2 separate regions of the Hordeum vulgare genome follow, and region 2 is linked to region 1. A link is a contact called in public Hi-C data. All regions are on one chromosome and are shown on one strand. Each heading gives the region's core, a stretch centred on a gene start, on an enhancer-like site or on the middle of the called end of the contact. The rest is flanking DNA. Distances are from core to core; before and after follow the strand shown. Region 1 has its middle 57 kb from the start of LOC123440002. Region 2 overlaps LOC123440002 (atherin).

Region 1 (3,651 bases), core at 774-3,273:
GCAACTGGATTTTGCATTAAAATTTTCAGTGTATGTTGATGATCTTAACATCATTGGAACCACAAAAGATATTGATGAAGCACACAATCACTTAAAGACGGAATTTGAGATGAAGGATTTGGGTAAAACCAAATTTTGCTTAGGATTACAACTTGATCACCTTTCCTCGGGTATTTTGGTTCATCAAACCGTCTATATCCAGAAAATATTGGAGAAATTCAATATGGACAAATCCTATCCATCCAAAACCCCTATGGTAGTTCGATCTCTACACGTAGAGAAAGATCAATTTAGACCAATGGATGATGGAGAAAAGATATTAGGACCTGAAGTTCCATATCTTAGTGCCGTTAAAGCGCTCATGTATCTTGCAAATTGCACGAGGCTTGATATTGCACTTGTAGTGAATTTACTGGCTAGACATAGCGCACCTCCCACTAAACGCCATTGGATTGGAGTTAAGAATATCTTTCGATATCTCCAAGGCACAAAGAATCTTGGCCTATTTTTCCAATTTTAAAGAAATTTGGACATTGAGATGATTGGGTATACAGATGCTGGCTACTTATGTGACCCCCACAATGCCAGATCACAAAACCGGTTTCGTGTTCCTACATGGTGGGACAGCCATATCATGGAAGTCTTCCAAGCACACCCTAGTGGCTACATCACCAATCATTCTAAAATAATCGCATTATATGAGGCGTCACGTGAATGTGTATGGCTTCGCAGAATGATAAATCACATACAAAAATCATGTGGCAAAGGTCTTATCAAATCTCCAACCATTATCTACGAAGATAATGCTGCTTGTGTTGCTCAAATGCAAACGGATTATATAAAGAGCAATATCAGTAAGCATATCTCTACTAAATTATTTTTCCCCATCAATTACAGAAGAAAGGGAAGATAAATATTTTGCAAGTCAAATTGTGCGATAATCTCGCCGACCTATTTACAAAATCACTCCCATCTTCAACATTTGAAAAATATGTTCATGGGATAGGTATGCGACAACTTCGGGATTTGCAAAGATTAGGGGGAGTTTCTCTCTGAAAAAATAACCCGTTCAAACATTATATTGCACTCTTTTTCACTCTCATGGTTCTCATCAAGATTCTTAATGAGGCAATATCAACATAAAAATATATGTCATACATCCTATTTTCCCCATCGGGATTTTTAGTGGGTATATACAAGACATACTAATTGTCCTCTAATACTTACCAGTGAGTTTTATCGTCTCAAGGTTTTCTCATATAAGTTATCAAAAAGACAATAACATATGTTGTATCATTTTCTTCTTATTGTTCTCACCGGGTTTTAACAACATATCAAATATTGTTCTTCTCAGATTTTTCACAAAGTTTTTGAAGGAGTTAGTCAAGATAATACATGCTTGTGATTAAAGAGCAATATTTCTAAAAATATACACGGATACATGACATACCAGAAGCGGCTTTGTAAGGGACGTGTTACGAGACGTGACAACGTCTCTACCGAAGGGCGTTATTAGCGAATGTCGTTTAGATTAGACGTGTCCAAAGTGCCGAACGGACGTGTTACTCCGCACGAACACCTTCTCGTATGACAACTGTCATCTCTTGTAAACGAACACACTGTCCTTTTTGCAAAAGAAAGTCGACGTCAGTAGTCGCTCCGTCCTAGAAGAAAACAGTTGCCCGCGGAGTAGCCGTTGGAGCTGGACTCTGACTGACTGGCAGCGCCAGCAGGCAGGCAGAAACCACCATGGCAAACAGTAGCCCAGCCTAGCAGCGATTAACCACCATACAGACAAAGCGTTGCCAACATTCAAAAAAAAAAAAAACACCATGCAGACAAGCAGCGCAGAGGCGCACGAAACCACCCTACCCCCCGCGTCAACAAATTTCCGTCAGAAGTAGAGGCCCCAGCCCAAAAGCTGCCGCTGCCGCTGCCGGTGGTGTTCTCCTCGGCAGGGGAGTAGTACAACAAGCCGAGCCGAGCAAGAAAGCGACAGGTTTGGTTTTCCTATGAAAACCAACAAAGCCAACTAGCCGTTGCGACCTGCCCTGCCCTGCCGAGCGCGTCGTGGCCGCTGCGCGTACGCTCCGCCCCAGGCCGCGACCGCGACCGCGAGCACGCATTTACGCATCCCTCGCTCCCTGCGCCCCGGCCGTCTGTGTCTTGGCCATTCTGGGTTCGGACTTCGGACCCAATAATTTCAAGTCAAAACGCTGGTTGCAAGTTGCAACCAAGATGCCAACGGCCGGCCTGCTCGAAGCTCGGTCGTAGTCGTAGGCGGGCGGCCGGCCGGTGAGCGTCGGCGCCAGCGTTGAGCGCGACGTGATGCCCCGCGTGATCTTCGTGGCTCCGTCCGGTGGCCGCGTGCTCGCTCTCAGTCTCACGGTGCTGTTTATTACTCGGCTGTAGGAGTAGCACGCGTCCGACCATTGCAGCGTTGGCTGGTTGGTGAGACAGGAGTATCATCTTTGTCCCGAAAGCGGGTTACTCCCTCCGTCCCGGTGTATAAGTCATTCACGTAGTTCTAGGTCACCGATTTAAGAAATTAAATATGTGTTATATGTCATGAAAAGTATATCACTAGATATCTACACGGATGTAGTTTCTAAATATAAATTTCTTATTATATATGATACATATTTAGGTAGTTAAATTATCGACGTAGAACTACGCAAATGACTTATACACCGGAACGGAGGTAGTAATTAAGACCATCATCACCGCATCTCAAAAAAGGAGAAGTAAACACCATCATCACCGCATGAATGCGGCAGTGGCGGGATCGTGCTGATTACGCCTTGTCCTACTTGACGTGCCCATCACACACGCCGTACTGTGCTCCTTCCGTTTCCCTTCTCCTTTTTTTTCGAGGACACTTTCCGCTATCATCTGCTTTCTTCTTCATGGAGCTTGATGCGGCCATCCGTTCCTCTCCGTCCACACTACTTCTAAATTAGTTAATCACCATGACAGTACAGTACCACCAGTCTAGCCCTCGGTCGCAACGAACCAAAGCAATGCCAGTACAAAAATCTAAACCGGCGTGGTTCACCTCGCGGAACCAAACCAAACTAGCTGTCGCCGACGCAACCGCCGGATTTAAAATTCGCTTGTCCAGTCCAGCCGCCTTGGCATTGCCATGCCAGCAGTTTTGGAGGTATGCTCGGGGTTTATCTTTTAAACTATGCGGAGTATCAGTCAGCCGGCCGGGCTCGTGAAAAGGACGTGCCGTCGGAGCATCAAAGCTGTGAGTGAGCACCTAATATTCTCTCTCTCATATACTATCTCTTCTCTTGCCAGTTTTGGGTCCACGGACCAAGATTGCTACTACTAGCTCAAGCGATTTCGATATTGTTATATATTATTCCGGGGTGTCATCTTGTGTATTGGTCGGCCGGAGATAAGTTAGGTCCACGTGCACGTCACGCGGCGTTGGAGGTGCATCCACGCGACCCGATCATTATCATTGCATCCGTCCAAGATATGGCCATGCGGATGGCGGCGATGATGACGAACGGTGAGGGCTTTGCTCGTCAGCTTGTGATGATTGGCTCATTTTTAAGATCATCAGATTCTAGCACAGAGAAACACCACAGACTATGGCTCATCTGGATAAGACGTTAAAGCTTTGCTGATTAAGGGTGTTCG
Region 2 (3,651 bases), core at 385-2,884, 50 kb before region 1:
ACTAGAACTACTACGAATATTAGTTTTGACTATTTTGTTAGGCCATAGCATCAGAAGGAATGAAAGTGACATTTGCTGTAGACACTTAAAATTAAGTAGCATCGTGCCATTGTATACTGTGCTTCAGTTCAGATACGAAACCTCTCTATTGTTTGTCACACACATGCTCCTTGTAATATGCCTGTATGCGTGCTTCATTGTGGTGTCCTTGCCGTATCTTTGTACTCAAAGTAAGTTAAATGCAGACCGAACTTCATGGAATGGCTGCTCTCCAGTGGTCCATCTGTCTAGATTCACTCTGCAGGTACCCTTTGCTCCCTTTGTCATTTCCTGCGTGGCCATTCGATTCATCAATCATACTCCCTCCGTCCCAAAATAAATGTCTTAAGCTTAATACAATTTTGTATTAGAGCTAGTACAAAGTCAAGACAGTTATTTTGGGACGGAGGGAGTACATGTTTTTCCTGTTAAGGTGCAAAACATTCCAATCCCCTGAATAAATCTACTATATATTTGGTTCTCCTGTTTTTGGAACTGGTGTTTCTGTCGTTCAATATGGTTACTGTGCCTGTGAATCCACGTTCATGCCGTGCAGATTTTTCACATGCATCAACACCGTCTTAGTTTTGAAACTTATCTGTGTGGTTTCCTATCTAAAATTCTCTCATTGCTGGATGTGTTTGTTTTTCGTGGGATATCTTGCTTCCCCAGGTCCAAGGAAGCCATGGGCATGTATAGCAAGCTGAAATACCACCCAAACGATCGAGTCAGCAAGAAGGCAAAAATGTTCATGTTCAGCTTTCAGGTAAGCATCTCGCTCAAATGCTCATGGAACGCCTTCCTCGCCCTTTGATACAAGGCTCGGAACAACTGATGAGAGGGCTAATAATTCCTTGGCTTCTCCTGTGGTGCGAAGGCGGCGGACTTCCTGAAGGTCGATGGCGTGCCGGTGCCCCGCAACACGGGCTACGAGGGGTACTTCGACCAGTTCGGCGGGCAGAGGAACTACTACGCGAACCCGGACGAGCCCGAGGTGGGGATTGGGCAGATCGTCCCCTACATGGTCTTCCTCGTCTCCCCGATATTCTTCGTTGCTTTTATCGCTCTGAGAAAATCCTTGATGCTGTAAGAAAAGGAAACAACATGAAGTGTATGCTTCGCAGCTCATATGATGATGCCCATCTTTGCCTTTTGGGGCTTTGCTCGAGTTCATCTTGTGGTTCGTGCGTCCGTCATGGCCTGATATTGGTAACCCGTAGGATCACACTACGGTGTGCTTTGGTTAATGCGCCCAGTGAAAGAAATGTGGGTCTTTCGGCCTTTCGGAAACCTGTAGCGTGTGATAAGGTGCGAGTGATGTGCGTCATGTCCGTGCTATCTGGGACAACGGACAAGAGCGTCGGTGAACTGAAAGACGGGGCTGTTTCTGATTGAAATGACGAAAGGTGGCGCCGATGAAATGGAAGATCGGAAAAACGCTGGCAATCAGATTGGATGCCGTCTTCGGAAGCTTCGTCGGTGTGTGACTGCGTGGTAGAGAAGGCACAGCAACACGGAGTGTGCAGCCGGGTATTGTGGTTCAGTACCCGACCTCAGACTGGGCACGGGCGCACGGCTCCTGTTGCAACGGGCCCGGTTTCGCAGAGGGCGACAGGACCCTAACCAGGAACGTCACCGTGGCCTTCCCTTCCCTTCCCATGGTCGAAGGTGGAGTATAAACTCGTAGCAGCAGTATGTACAAGTCCACAAAGGGTAACGCGCTACGCCGTCTCGTTTTAGGTGGGTACCTTTCTACTGCCTTTCTCGGTTCCACCTTCCTCTCCGAGAAACATGCGGCGGTGGAGGCCGGTTTCCCTCCTTTTTTTTAGAACGTCCGTCACCTTCTTTACTTGACACGTAGTCTGCTTGACCACACATGTTTCTCCCCATTCATCTTTTTCTTACAACAACTATGTGGTTGTAGAATGGTGACTGCGCATGTGTGCAACACTGTTATGTATCCAGTACTCTACTTACACGAGATGTAGAATTGATGATATGACGATGAGTGGCTGATTACAAGCACAAGTGTGCTAAAAGAGAAGATAGCAAAGACAAGGAAGAGTATGAGAGCCAAGGTGGAAAGAGCTGCCGTCGTGCCGTTCTAGTCATGATCCAAGCCCGGATAACTTGTCGGATGCCCTTCTTGTGCTATCTGTAACAGTTGACTTGCATTGCATGACGGTTAGCCCATTCCTCGTATGTTGGTCCAAGTCCCAATCATGAAGGGTCGCTAACACCGCTGGGCCAAGGCCCAACCGTGAAGGGTCGCTAACACCTTTTCTTTCTTGAAACTCGGCTTGACTCCAAGTCGAAGCTTCGTTGAAGACTCGAAGGCTGGCTTGCCAGGATCCCATGACGCTTGAAGTTCCTTGATATTGCTAGGGGTCGCCTTGATAGTCTTCACAATCGTAGCCACGGAGTTGACTCGGAGAGAGTCAGGGTAGTCACCATGGCTGGTAGGAACTAGGTTGAGGACAATGTCGAGGTAGTATTTGTGGTCAACAAAGGCGAGGAGGATCATGAAGCTCCTCCCTCGTTGAAAAGGAGCTTGTGCACAACTAGTAGAGAACTTCACGCCGTCCGTTAGAGAACTGCATGGAATGGTGAGCAAGACTTGACGAACAATAAAAGTATTTCTTTCTTCATGAATATCTTTAGAAACAATTCTTAAGTCACTCTGATCCCATGGAAGAAACAATACGTCCCTCTTAGCTTAGCCAGGGAGGGGGGGAGGAGCAAGGCCCCTAATTGTCCCCAAGGCGCTCCACCACTGATAGCTTAGCCAGGGACGGATTCAAGGGGGGCGAGACCCCCCCCCCCCCAACAACAACACCGCTTTCTTTGAAGAGCGATTAGATCTTGTCTAATCACGCGAACTCCGGCAGTCGTTTCACCCCCTTGTCCCATCATGTAACGTAAGGTGAGACCTACCGTGCTCAGCCAATTTACAGATTGTAGGAAAAGCCCAAATTCCAGCAAAAGAACATACAAAGCCCAGCTCATATAGAAGAGAAAGGGGCGAGCCGGCCTGTTACGCATGTATAGGTTAGATCGTGGCTAACCCTCCGATGCCTCACCACTCGTCGTTTCTCGTCCGCCGCCTGCAGCTACTAGATGGTCGTTCCTCGTCCAGGGCTGGGCAATTATCTTCTCATTAACTTCAGCTCCCAATCTAAGTCTAAATTACTAAAGGTCTTGCACGGAGCTGCGGTCAGAAGGCCGTTCGGACAGCTACATATCCAACATGAAAAAACAGCGAGGCCGGAAAAGTGGTTAGATTACTCTTTTCTCCCATTCTAATTATTTTGTCCATGGCTTATGTTTCAAGGTTAGATTAATGTACGTGTTTAGAACTACAAAATTTGATTTGTAGAAACTCCAATTTTTTGAAGGAATATTCGTGTTGTGAGTCCCTTCTACAGTACGAACATTATGTTCATACATTTGAATTGTTTCACATTTTCTTTATGCCAACTGATGATTAAGTATAAAGTGTTCACCACGCAAAAATAAGTGTTCGTATTTCTTCACTCATTAAGATATACTTCATCAACCTAGTTCTAGCCATAACAAAAAATCTAGACTATTCTCTGAATGATCTTTCTAGTC

The links. A called contact is a pair of places that touch in the nucleus more often than the background predicts.
Region 2: a Hi-C map of leaf shows a contact between it and region 1, with 3 times the contacts expected there. The contact joins two enhancer-like sites. A contact is called at or near these places in 2 of 6 Hi-C or Micro-C datasets (leaf and seedling).

What each region holds. Positions count from the first base shown.
Region 1 is chr1H:394,566,658-394,570,308 of MorexV3_pseudomolecules_assembly, reverse strand. No RefSeq gene overlaps it. Among protein-coding and RNA genes, the nearest start is that of LOC123440002, 57 kb to the left of the region's middle. Within about 2 kb of position 2,023, at least 3 of the 3 cell types and tissues checked have open chromatin away from gene starts, as enhancers often do. A contact at or near this core is called in leaf and seedling, where this site is marked.
Region 2 is chr1H:394,616,459-394,620,109 of MorexV3_pseudomolecules_assembly, reverse strand. It overlaps LOC123440002 (atherin), which reads left to right. Exons shown (of 7, transcript XM_045116598.1): 5 at 246-304; 6 at 712-805; 7 at 917-1,207. The coding sequence ends at 1,129. Among protein-coding and RNA genes, the nearest start is that of LOC123440002, 6.9 kb to the left of the region's middle. Within about 2 kb of position 1,634, at least 3 of the 3 cell types and tissues checked have open chromatin away from gene starts, as enhancers often do. A contact at or near this core is called in leaf and seedling, where this site is marked.